Regions from separate parts of the Rattus norvegicus genome. Here region 1 is linked to region 2. The links are chromatin contacts, called in public Hi-C maps. All regions are on one chromosome and are shown on one strand. The core of a region is the stretch at or near the end of the contact, and the rest is flanking DNA. Distances in the headings are between cores, read along the strand shown. Region 1 holds the start of Zfp516 (zinc finger protein 516). Region 2 holds the start of Zfp236 (zinc finger protein 236).

The links. A called contact is a pair of places that touch in the nucleus more often than the background predicts.
Region 1: a Hi-C map of hepatocytes shows a contact between it and region 2, with 2.1 times the contacts expected there. The contact joins the promoter of Zfp516 here to the promoter of Zfp236 in region 2. A contact is called at or near these places in 2 of 12 Hi-C or Micro-C datasets (frontal cortex and hepatocytes) and 1 of 1 datasets of contacts at active chromatin or transcription factors (oligodendrocytes).

Annotation. Positions count from the first base shown.
Region 1 is chr18:78,571,716-78,575,222 of GRCr8, reverse strand. It overlaps Zfp516 (zinc finger protein 516), which reads right to left and starts at 1,661. Exons shown (of 6, transcript NM_001191695.2): 1 at 1-1,661.
Region 2 is chr18:78,345,542-78,349,394 of GRCr8, reverse strand. It overlaps Zfp236 (zinc finger protein 236), which reads left to right and starts at 2,171. Exons shown (of 31, transcript NM_001427206.1): 1 at 2,171-2,436. The coding sequence starts at 2,382.

The DNA.
Region 1 (3,507 bases), core at 412-2,911, 230 kb before region 2:
TATACCCCCTACTTCCACAATGGACGAAAAGGAAAATGGGCAGCCAGAAGGGAGCCCGGAGGAAGGGGAGGGGGGGTCAGTCATCGGGGCGGGTAGACTCGGAGTAGAGTTGTTCTCAACACCCCAAAAAGGACTTTGACCTTTGATTGATTTAATAATTAAAAATTGTTTCCACGAGTTAGGTTATAACAAATGTTCAGTCCTAATTTTTGGCGTCGTTATTTTATTATTTAAGCTTGCTGAAGCAAGCACGTTTCCTTAAGAAAGAACTGACCTATTTTTGGCTGGAGATAAACGATCATGTTAACAGATGTTAATCTTGTAATCTGTTTTTCCTGTAAAGCACTTCACATACCCAGGCTTCAGGACCTTAAAAATAACATCTTTTCCAAAAAGACCTGACGTCACAATCCACTCTCTGGGGGGAATAATCACACTCCCCTCCAGTTCTTTTTCCTCCTGCAATGATTTCAAAGACATGAAATCTTTTTCACTTTATAAGTGCCGATTTGTTCTGCCTCAACTCCCACGGGCTTTTATTTGCATTTCAAATTCCACAGGTTACACCAGTCGCCTTTTCAAAAAAAAAAAAAAAAGTAAACCAACAATAAAGCAGTAAATGGCTTTCTGTGCATCTGGATTAAATAAGACACCGAATGAATATATTTTAAAAGAAGGGGCCGAGCAAGTTGGTCTGTGCTCACCCAGAGACCAAGGGACTCTTCATCAGCAAGCCAGGCAATGAGTTGGCTACACACAGTCCGGAGCTGGGGGTTGGGAGAATTGGACTGGTAGGCTGTGGAGAGCTTGTTAACGCTGGTGATGGATGCGGCTGACTTACAGACCCACATTTTTTCGGGTAAAAGGCTGGTTCTCTGGAGTCCTAATTGCAGGGATCCACCGGCTTCCCCACTCACAAAACCTGATACTCATCGCACCACCGACCTTCCTCCATGAACCGCTGGCTTTAAAGACCCCACTGGCCTGGCTTTTAACAAACTTATTCAGACAAAGTTTCTTTAAAACTTGACGAGGCGGTTTAATCTAAATACTGATCTTAACTATTCGGTATGTTCTCCCTGGAAATGGCAGAAGAGGCGCCTTTCCAACCCCTACCCCACCCCCGCAACGTACACCCCACTGCGTCCTCTTTCATACACCCGGGTGTAATTCGTGTGTATGTGTGTGCAAATATGCACACATATATGGCTATCAATAAGCCCCCCCACCCCCCATTCTGCCATAGCCCGGCAAGGCAAATCGCAATTCCGTGGAGTCCCCGCCGCGCTGATCTCCTTCCCAACCCACTGCGAGTCATTTCCAGAACCTCGCCCCCGCCCCCACCTCTACGCGAACTTCCCTTTCTAGAGATCCCACTTCTTCAGTGCTGGGGGTCACTCAAATCTCCCCGCTGACCACCACCACCAAACACAAATACGCAAACCCGTCGTCCCCAAGGCAGCGGCGCTCTGTGCCCACAGGCATCGATCCCCTCCGCCAAACCCTTAATAATTGAAACGGCTCCTTCGGCCCCGCCGCCCATCACCCACCTTCATTAGCCAGAGCGTTTTACTTTAAAGTAAGGCAATTTGCTCTTTGTCTCCTAATGGATGAGAGCGCATCCGAGCTCCCCTCCTCCCGCGTCGCCTTTGACGAAGTGTACAAAGCCAGAGCCTCTTCCGCGCTCCCACCCCGGCCCCCACCCCGCCCCTCCACTGCGGTAAAAGCCACCTCCCGGGCGCTCGCCCCGCCGCCCGAAGTTTCATCTTCTTCTCTCCTGGAATTGCAGAGCAGAGTAACTACCAACACAGAAAGCCAAGTCGCCCTCCTGGCGCCAGAGACCTTCTACAGGGCGCGCCCCCTGCCCAGCGCGCCCCCACCCCACGGGGCACCGCAGGGTCTTGCGCACGTAGTGGGTCCCGACCTTCCCAGCCCTGCCTGCGGGTCCTCCCCCCTCTGAGTCAGGAAGCACCCCCGCCCTACGGCCCCTACCTTGGCGGGGAGGCGGCGGGCCCCAGGAGGAGGACGCGCACGCCCCGCGCATCTGAAGGTGAAGCCGAGCGCCCGCGGCGCGGTGCCGAGCGCTGCTCTAGACCGACCGCGCCAGCTGCGCCCTGGCGCGGGGGACGCGCGAGGACGCGCGGGACCAGCCACGCGCCCGGCCCCCCTCCGCGAGCCGCGCGCGCGCCCGGGACGCACCGGCCCCGCGGGGGCCCAGGCGCCAGCAGGGCTCGGAGGGACTGCACCGTGCAGAGAAGGGGACCCAGCGTCCACGGCCGTAGCAGGCCTGAGGCTTCCCCCAGCCCGGGAATGGTCTGCCCTGTAGGAAACGCACACGCTCCACTATTGTCTCATCAGCACAAAGTTCTGCCACACTGCGGAGAAAGTCTGGAGGCTCACGATGACTCAGACCCAGATAATTCCTCCCCTAATAGCCCTGAATCACGACGTCGGCGGCTAGTGGTCGCCCCTCAGCTTAAGGTCTCAGGTTGCCGCAGCTCCAGCTCCTGGAGGCTGTTTACGCGCGCACCACCCCCTCACACACACCCATACGTGCAGACGTGCTTGGGATGCTTGTCCAGCCGGCTCAAACACCTGGACGCCGAGCCTCAAGCCCAGACCAAACGGTGTTCACCCTGCCCGCGGCCTCAGAAGCGCGCGTGTCCCCTGAACTTCACGGGAGCGAGTCTGGGAGTCCGCATGCTTCGGGAAGAACAGGACCGTTTTGGGGCAGAGTGGAGCTTGGACTGCACTCGTTTATTTCAGTGGCTGTTTACTTGTGTCTTCAAAGTTCGACTCATTTTGCTTTGGTCCTGAAAACTTCATTTGTGCCCCACCCCACCCTATAACTACCCTCCGTGGGTCGTAGTTAGTGACAATGTAGTGAGTCTATGAATCAAAATCTTGATTTGACTCCCCCAAAGCTTTCTTGGTACTTGGCAGGGAGGGGCTGGGGGAGGGGGAGGGGAGCTGGAGCAGAAGGAGGAGAGAGGAGGAGGGGCCGGGGAGCGCGCCCCGCGATCCGCGGTGACGTAGGCCAGGGGAGCTGTGGCCTGCGGAGGGGCACTATCTTCTCCCACCAGGCTCTTGGCCATATTGTTCGGCTGCTGAGCGTGATAACTCCGCATTGGAGATGCATTCGGGCCAAGACGCCCGAGTTGGCTCTGCCGAACAATCAGCGCCAAGATCCGGGCGGTTACCTTTCGCGGTGGCTTTTCCTCGTGCTTACCCTCGCTGCTCCTACAGCTCGGGGGCCCTCCCTGGCCACTGGTTTTGCAATAGAAACTCCTGTGCGGACGAGCTGCAAAGGGCGGCGCTTGTACCCTGGCAGAGCTGGCAATCGGGCGGGGGCCTGGCTGAGAGTGAGATGTTTCCGTGTGCATGCGTGTGTTTCCGCCGAGGAGGGGGCGCAGAGGGAGGAGGCCCGCGAGGAACGGCCCGCGAATCATAAAATGTAAGCTCCGTGTGATTAATGGTCGGCATTAATTTGGAAAGCAGGCATGTTAA
Region 2 (3,853 bases), core at 922-3,421:
TAGGTCCCCTGTGGCTGAAGTTACAGGTGGTTATAAGCAAGCCAAAATGAGTGCTAGGAACTGAACTTGAGTCCCCAGTGAACAGTGCCTGCTCTGACTGCTGAGTAACCTCTCTAGTCCCCACTCCTGTTAAAGTTTTCTCCTTTAGCTTCAATGCATATGGAAATGGACTTTCCTGTGGATACAACCAGAGGCAGAATTAGAATAACTGTGGGTTTCCAGCCCTGGATCTGCTTAAAGTTCACGGGGGCCTTTAGCAAAAATTCTTAACTTCTTTCATCTAGTTTCTTCCCCTGTACGTGACAGCTCATAGGACTGACTACTGTAAAGACCAGAGGCGTTCTCTACTAAGGACTACAGATTTACTTAAAGGCATCCGCTAGGTTAATATTTGTTAGTCCCCGCTGGCAGATCCTGGAAGTGACTCTTTGATTTCTGTCACCTGAGTGCCAGGTGCAATGGTATCCCTGCAATCCATACCTGCAACTCTACTATTCATAAGGTTGAGGGGCAGGAACATGAGCTAGAGGCCAGCTTGGATACACAGTGAAATACTGTTTCCAAAACCAATTATGACTAGAAATAGCTTGTGTCCCCCTGCATGCCTGAGCTCGTGTGGGCACATATGCTAAGTTGGTCCTGAGGAGGCCCAAATGCAACAGTGGAGAGAGCTCTCTCAGCCTTCACAAGGATTCTGAGACTCAAACTCAGGTCGCCAGGTTTGTGTAGCAAATGTCTGTACTCACTGACTTTCTTAAAGTATCTTTCAATTAAGCTTATATATATATATATATATATATTTTTTTCCCTCCCCGGGGCTGGGGACCAAACCCAGGACCTTGCGCTTCCTAGTCAAGTGCTCTACCACTGAGCCAAATCCCCAACCCCGTTACCCTGGCTTTTACCTGAACTTTCCTTAGTTGTCCCTGCCTGCTAAAAAGCAACCATTTCCTACGACTCACATCAAACCCGTTTTCCCACTGTCTAAATCGTAACCAATCTTGTTCTCAAAACTACTCTGGTTGTTTTAAAAACATATTATTGTGTGAGGGCTTGGGGGCCACAGCACATATGAGGAGGTGTTGAGAGTTCAGTCTTGTGGACGCAGTCTCCTCTGGGCTTCAGGGGCCAGGGTGCCAGCTCCCTATCCCAAGGCTTTTAAAACTCCTATTCTAACATTTGATGTATAATCTGTTTTCTCTTTAGATCTTATAAACCTTTTGGCTTAATTTGTTCCAGTTTTGTGTCTTTCTTGTTGCATCCATACTGGTGGGTTCTAAGCTTGCAACTTGTAGGTTCATCAGGTAGTTGGTAAACATGGGGTCTTTGAACTTCCTCATTAAGAATTCTGAGACCCGGGGTTGGGGATTTAGTTCAGTGGGAGAGCGCTTGCCTAGGTTCGGTCCCCAGCTCAGAAAAAAAGAAAAAAAAAAAAGAATTCTGAGACCCTACACTACTTCTGGCTTACTGGAGTAAATACTCATTCTGCTCTTTGATGATTTTATTTTTACGTTTTGAGAAGAGGTCTCACTTAAGCCTGGAACTTACCATGTAGACTTTACATTACACTTTCCGACCTTGCAGTCTCAGTCTCCCAAGCTTTGGGATTAGAGGTGTGTCACACACCCTGCTGGATTCTTAACATGGCTTCAGGCTGTGCCGCTGTGAATCAATCACAAGCTGGAGCCAAAAGGCACAACAGCAAGTCATACAAGAAGATGCACCAGAAACGGTAAACTTTGAGGCTTAAATGGAGCCTTTAAGGGGAGTTATTGAAGTCGGCCTGTTTCCAGGAGCTTCTCTGCGTCAGGTATCCTTCCCAGGTCTTTCATCACTCCAAAGACCGGATGCTTAAAAAAAGTCCGGAGTAGGAGGCTGTGCTGGGACACTTTCCCTACACAGAGGTAGGCTCGAAATCAAGTGAACGTAGGCGAACGTAGGACAAGCAAACCACGTCAGGACCCTTCCATTTCCTGGGGAGTTGGGGGTGAGAGGGTTGGTTGTCCTGACCGGCGTTCGAGGTCCGGGATGGAGCGCCGGGAAGCCGCGGAGAAACATTGCAAACCAAGCCCAGGCCCAGGGCCTGCAGGCCAGCGGATCGCCGAGCTAGGTGACGCCGCCGCCTGTCGGGCCGCGCATGCGCAAAACGGCGCCCCCGCCCCCACTGCCCGCTCCCAACGCCCCCGCCGCGGCCCGCGGGCCATGGAACCCGCCGAGGCCGGCGCGGTCCGAGCGCTGCTGCCCGCGCGTCCGGGCGCCGTCGCCCTGTGAGCCCGGCGGGCTGGGTCCGGCCGCCGCCGCAGCCCGCCCGCCCGCCCGCCGGTGCCGCGCGTGCGCGCCCGCCGAGGGAGAGCGCGAGTGAGGGGTGGGCCGCCGCGACGATGCCGCGGGGCCGCCCCCCGAAGCCCCGGGACGGCGCGGCGCGCGGCGAGTCCGGTAAGGCCCGCGGCGGCCGCCTAGTCCCCGGATGGGCGCGGGGTGCGCCGGGAGCGGCGCGGAGGGCGGGCGGCGGCGACTGGCCGGGCGGGCGCAGCGAGGGCGGACGGATACGGGCGCCGCGGCCGGGCCCCTCCGCGCTGGGCCTACTTTCCCGGCCGTGGCGGCGCGGGGGCGGCGGCGCGGGCGGCGGCTTCCTCCTCCTCCTCCTCCTGCAGAGTTCCTGTTTGCTCCCTTCCTGAGCCCCTCGCTCCAGGCTTCCAGAGTCCCAGTGCCTCGAATCTCCTCGCCGCCCTCCAGAGTCCTGATCCTTCAGCCTTTTCTAGTCCCCCGCCCTCCATGTCGCCCGCTCTGCGTCGTCGTCCCCTTAAGTCCCCTCCCTCCATGTCTTTCTGTTCCTTCCGCCTGCCCCCTGCCCGCCTCGGTCGTTCTAGGCACAGGCCCCAGGGAGTGCCCGCTCTTCCGGTGTATCCCGGGTTCCTACCGCGGGGGGACCCCGATCCAGCAGGGACCGAGGCCTCAGGGGGCCGCGGGGAGTGCGCACAGTAGGCTCTTCTGCGCACAGTAGGCCTCAGGAGGCATTTCTCCCTTTTATTTATGCTAGCGGGCTGAATTCGTTTGAGCTAACTCGTGTCTGTTTCTCCCGGAAAGAGAAGTGCACAGTTTTACAGCAGGCAGTGAGATGGGGAAAATGTCACCCACACCGTCGCCTCCCCTCAGCCTGGCGCTTAGTGGGGGCCCCTCCTCCAGCGCTAGGAGGAGGAAACATGCATCCATTGCCACAGCGTTCTTTTGAGATGGGATGGGGGTCATCGGGTTGAGAGGCACGGAGCTCAGCTGTACGTGCCAGGGTTTAGTCCCAGTCTTGGGGTAATACTTGCCCCGGAGTCCCCGCGTTTGTGGCCCCGAAGCAACCCTGGGTGGTTTGTGCAGGCAAGCTGGCTGGGAAAGAACCCTGTCTGGGCGTTGGGAAGGCGGTGCCCGTCTGGGACGCAATGGAAGGTGAATCGCCCAACTTCTATTATGTTTATGTAGCAGGTTGCTGCTTAGTGACTCAGGGTTTGAGTCCCTGTCCTTGGGGATGGGTGCACTGATGTTCAAGAGCTGCGATCAAGGAGTCCAGGTGCAGGCACCCATGGTCAGATCTGGCCTGGACTTACAAAGGACTATGTTAAGTTGGTCCTTTGGGAGGGAGGAATGAGGAACTGGCATCAGTGCAAGCTTCGGAGCAGGACACCCAAACCAGAAGTTACTAAAGTACTGCTCTTCACAAAGTCCACAGGCGTGTCGATTAGAGCGATATGAACACTCGAACTACAGCAAGCGATTTCACACATCTTACACTTACTGTTGTTTCACGGTTTGCTTGGAGCAAGGGTGGCCATGTGGTAGTGGGAGCAGGTATGAAGATCTGTGA